Linked DNA regions of Hermetia illucens: region 2 is linked to region 1. The links are chromatin contacts, called in public Hi-C maps. All regions are on one chromosome and are shown on one strand. The core of a region is the stretch at or near the end of the contact, and the rest is flanking DNA. Distances in the headings are between cores, read along the strand shown. Region 1 holds the start of LOC119656067 (actin-related protein 2/3 complex subunit 5). Region 2 holds the start of LOC119646865 (nucleolar transcription factor 1-like).

The links. A called contact is a pair of places that touch in the nucleus more often than the background predicts.
Region 2: a contact with region 1 is called in a Hi-C map of whole body, with 7 times the contacts expected there. The contact joins the promoter of LOC119646865 here to the promoter of LOC119656067 in region 1. A contact is called at or near these places in 2 of 2 Hi-C or Micro-C datasets (an unstated tissue and whole body).

What each region holds. Positions count from the first base shown.
Region 1 is chr1:143,301,046-143,303,788 of iHerIll2.2.curated.20191125, forward strand. LOC119656067 (actin-related protein 2/3 complex subunit 5) reads right to left here and starts at 1,343. Exons shown (of 3, transcript XM_038062348.1): 1 at 1,122-1,343; 2 at 940-1,012; 3 at 379-870. The coding sequence starts at 1,261. The coding sequence ends at 628.
Region 2 is chr1:143,471,734-143,474,476 of iHerIll2.2.curated.20191125, forward strand. It overlaps LOC119646865 (nucleolar transcription factor 1-like), which reads right to left and starts at 1,325. Exons shown (of 11, transcript XM_038047490.1): 1 at 1,081-1,325; 2 at 993-1,022. The coding sequence starts at 1,117.

The sequences.
Region 1 (2,743 bases), core at 93-2,592:
ACTAGTCAAGGATCTTAAGGAGGTTTTTAGTTGCCTGATGGGAGAGCTATTCTTCGTGAATGCTGGGTGCTGGCCCTCAAGATCTGAGCCGGCTGGAACCGTCATGGTTTTAGGAGTGCATCTGTTTTAGTTCTACAACTCCAACAAATAAAAAAATAAAAAAAAACTCCCTTAGTGGTATCTCCATACACGTTTTCGTAATAAGAGTCGTCAATTTACTTTCACAGTTACTTGTGTTTATAACAGCACCGAGGAATTTATTCCCCGCTGTACTCCATTATGAGCCTTTTATTCACTCCTTAAAACGATCCTCCCCAGCAACAATACCTGTTGTTATGAGATAAATCATTTCCAAATCAAATCACAGCAAATCCGTACTTTCTAATTTAAATAGTTTTTTATTCAAAAATATAATGTTCGAAATAATAATAGGCAAAGGACGCGAATCACTACCGTTTCTACAGAATCATTTTTCAAATGCTAATTCGCACCCCTTCCGCCCTGAAAACAAACAAAACGACACTTTTGACTGGATATAAAATCGGGTGAGAACGACATGCACTTGCAAAAACTGGAAATGTTCGAAGTTTCGATTTGTTTTTTTGGCTGATATTTCCCTCTTAAAACCTAGGCCCTATTGGTATCGGATAAAACGCGCACTATACACCCTACTCCTCCCTTTGCGAACGCTTTCTCGTGCCACTGGAGCAGGTGACCACTGGATCCTTCCGAGGGTATTTCGAACCCTCGGTAGATGTATTTCATGAGCACGTCGAGCAGATCCCGTTCCTCCAGAGCGTCCACGATAGGCTCCATTTGCGAAGATTTGATAGAGAGCAGAACTCGAAGTGTGATATTCAAAGCGTTATCCTGGAATGAAAATGAAACCCAGGCATGAACTAATTGGCAAGAGACCAGATATCATGAGGATATTCTTACTTTTATCTGTTGATTCTTGCAGCCCAGGGGAGCATTTTGGAGCACAGCCAGGAGAGCTTCTGAATGCTTTCCCGTAGAGATAAGTTGGTTAAGGGAAATGTACCTACATTGTATAATGTAATCCACACCAACAAAAGAACTAAATCTAGTAAAAGCAAATACACTTTCGTTGAAAAGGATATTGGTTAAGTAGTGAAGTGATTTCACTTTCATCAGGCCCAACGTTGCCACTCGAATCTAGTTCGTCCTCTCGGAAGTTGTCCTCGTTGTACTGATCCACATCGATCTTTCGAAATGCTGAGCTTGACGTATTTTTGGCCATTTTTAGATAAATTCCGGCGAACCGCTACACCCTTCCGATCAGTCTAATCACAAAAATGATTCACTTGCCTAATGTCAAATTTTCTTATTGACAGACCAATATTTCTTGCTATTATATACATTAAACTGTCAATGTACCCACGAGCTTTCCGAAGGCTTGGCAAATAGCCGTTAAATTGTGAAGCCAGCGGAAGTTTATTAAATATGTAAGTTTCTGAATGTTGATGGCATTTGAATATAATTTGAATACATATTTAGGGTCTTAACATTCGTTACAGGTAAAAATAGATTGTGATGTGTTTGTCAAATATGCCTTTTCATTTTCGAGTGATTTTAAGAAATCTTTCAAATTAATTTTTCTATGGGACTAGTGACGCATTCTCCAAAATAAAAAAATCAGAAATGTAATTAATACACTTACAATAAAATGCAGGAATATAATTCTTTTGTAGATTTTAGTACTTCAGTCCACTTTAAGGAAACTGCCATTATCGGATATCTGCCATTTGTGAAGAGCAGACATTTTTGCTAATCAAACGCATGCTCGTTTAAGTCGAATCGCATTCTAGAAGGAAAAAACTTTTGTATCCTGTGAAAAGAATAGGAATCTAAAAAAATAATATAACTCTTAAGTCTGGTTATGAAAGGAGGAGGGATGGATAGCTTCAATCTGAATGACTGTGAACTACGACTGCGTCTCATAATTCAGGAACTTTGTAACTTTGCGGATTACTCACACTGAGGAAGCTGACATCACAGCAGGCATCTAGGTATAAAAGGTAAATCCGTTAATAGAGGAGAAGAAGAAATCTCAGGTCCTGTACGCAAGGAGCCAGCGGATTTTCTTCAGATCACTCAACAAAACCCAATAGAGTGTCCAGGCAGTACGATTTTCGGTAACGGAAGCAAACGAATATTGGGGTGGTCTTATGGGGTTATGTGGAAAGGTAGGCCATGTTGGGTTTCAAAGACAATGAGGCAGCAGAAGAACTAGCTAAGAACGGAGCAGGGACGCCTTTACACGGGCCAGAATCCTTCTGTGAAATCAGAAACGAGTTCATGGCTATTACATTAAAAATGAAGAGGAAGGGAACTATACTGGGCGGGCATATAAGGAATGGAGCAGTCCAGGGTGCTTATTTGGGGATACAAACCCAAGCGGACAAAGAATTGCTTAAAACTCACCAAAAAGAACCTGCGAATCATAGTAGGCGTTCTCACTGGTCACTGTCGGCTAAAATATCACCTACGGAAGCTAGGGGTATCCACCGACAATGCTTGCAGGTCCTGTGCGAAGTGTGATGAAACCTCAATATACGTTGTGGGAGAACACTTAATACCAGATGCAAAGTTGAAAGGTGTGGTAATAGGGAATATACTAAAATTCCTAACGGTTATAGGCTCTCTTGGGATATTATGATTAATAGCTACACTATAACCTGCAAAAGGGGCACAATAGCTCTTTAAGGACGCGGGGCGACCT
Region 2 (2,743 bases), core at 75-2,574, 170 kb after region 1:
GAAAGTGAGAAGCCGAGACCTATCAGTCTGGTTCAATGGGGATATTGCCAAGTATGGAACAGCAGACAAGAAAGCACGACCAAGTCGAGTTTCTGTCGCAATATCCATTGGAAAAGAGGACGAAAAGCACCACTTTTTCTACATCGCATTCCTTGATCTAGAGAAGTCTTTCGACTGTGCGTCAAGCCCATATGCATCATCAAGGAGATCCCGGTCGTTTCGCTCGAAACGACTCACCATAGGGTCAAAGCTCTTTTTGTTGTACAAGATAATGATCTCGGCAGTCCTCATGCGTTGTTCGGAGACTTGGATTCTTCCCATGAAAAATTGCGAACTCTTGGCCGCGCTGGAGAGAAGTCTCCGAAAAATCTTTGGCTCATAACCCCGAAATCTATGAGCGATATCATGGCCGTCTGGTTGTGGATAAAATCCGGCCCAATAGGTTGAGGTGAGTTGGTCACTTAATTCGTACGGACGAGGATGATCCAGCCCCAAAGACAAGGCAGACCCTGCCTGAGATGGAGCGATGGCGTAGGCCAGGCAACTTTTAGGGATATCGAATTGGTGGACCTCAACGAAAAACCGGGATGTCCAGAGTTCCTTATTAAGGCAGGCATAGACCGGACACTGGCTGCCACGCCGTTGATGATTATGATAGGACTTAAGAATTTATAAACATCCATAAATTAGTCTTCAAATTCAGTTAAGATATTTTTTAATAAAGAGGAGATAAATTCTACTTCTACGCCTTATCCTTGGCCGATCTTTTAAAAGAACGCAATTCGCTGAACACAACTTTAGTTCTTTCGTATGACAAAATATCTTCACTGTGGAGCATTTCAAACAACTCAATATTATCAGTTTGGGACTAATAACCTCCAAAGATACAGCGAGATATTGGGAAATGGAATCCCTCCACGTTTTGGCGCGAGTGTCTCACCCACTTTGTCAACACATTAACCACCCTCCCAGTTAATATAAGAATCACTTACCACTTTCGCTCTCACTCTGCTCGTATGACGCTGAAAAAAAAACACCATTGAAACGACATGAAAAGGATTTAAACATCTTTTTCCTCACCAGCGGGCACAGAAATAGATTTCGAGCGTTGTCGCATTTTGAGGTTAAGACGCTTTTCAATGGCACTTCAGAACACAATTCACACGGCTGCGGACTGCACTTGCACCGACAATTCAACTTTACAGCACTTTGAAATTACTGAAATTTACACCAATTTAAAATCGGGACGTTTTACACAAATCAAATTTGACGCCGTCACATGCAACACTCCCCACGCGTTCCGCTGATGCCTGTTATCAATACAACTGTCTACCCTCCGGCAAGCAACCAATGACAAAATAGCAAATGGGGATATGTCAAGAAAGCGCCATCTACACGCCAACACGTTGACTAGAGTGCCTTAAATCCTTTAAAGGAAAAATTAGACTTTTCGAAATTCTAATTTTACTATTTAAATTGATTGTATGTATTTAATCGGCGATTTGATATATGCATGCGTAGGCATGCAACAATTTTTTTCGTTTATGTGAAATACGATGAAAAACATGATATGACACCAGACTATTATTATTCAAACTATACAAACATTACGTTCGAAATAACGGAATGCATGAAAATATTTCATTTGAATGCTGTCCTAATCTGGCACTACAAACCGGCGTTTCGACAAAAAAATTGAAATTTTTGGTTAGAAATTCTACTGCAACTGGAATATTGATCAGAAACAGGAGTAGACACGACATGTTGAATAACCACTCTTCAATTCAAGTCTCTTCATCACAATAATTACATAAATCCGCTTCTCTTTTTTTACAAACGGGGTTTTATTTAGCTTATATGAGTCCTTATTTCGGAAACTACTTACCGCGTCTATCAAGAGTTTTTATGCTTTTATAGAAGTTTCTTATAATTAAAGGCCATTTTTAAGGTTTTGCTTGTGAAACAACATCCAGAGAGTAACATCATTCTACGTTGAGTTTAAGGGGGGTTCCTTATACACGCAAAAGTTAGGTGTAAATTTTTTTCACTGAATATAGTCATGTGTTCCCTATATTTACTTCAGATTCGAATTTGTCTTTGTGTTTATGATTCGCAAGACCCATTTGTTTCTATTGTTATGGAGAACTAGATTTTTGGATGTATCTTGTTGTCTTCCGTTATAACTTTATCCTTTTCTACTACGGCGAACACTTCGCCGATATATCGCGGCCATATTCTTGGCATTATTCCTTTTTCTTCGATGCTTGATTCGATGTACGTCATGGATATCTCCGTAACAAATGGTGACAGTGGACTCCCCATCGAAGACCCAGATGTGGTTTTGTAGAATTTCCTTCTAAAGATGAAGTAATTTTCATTCATGCCGCTGCTGCTTCTAATTGGTATATTGTTTGCTTCACTGGTATATTCGAGCATTTCTTTGTAAAAGGTGCTGAAAGCAGCCCGGACCGCCATGTAAAATAAGCAGGAATACGGACGTACTCTTCCACTGTATAGGATGCGATCACTTGGGCTATGGGACATTAGAATGAGTTACGGAGAGTTTTCAATGAGAAGGAGCAGCGGATTTAGACTTTTCCTTGGGTCTTCTTTTTACATCCTGTCTATACCTATTATAAAGCACTCTGATGGCTCTCACCATGTTTCCAATGACTTGGTGCACGTTGTGTTTATCCTTGATAAATTGTAATGAAAAATGCATTAAGACAGACTTTTAGGAAGC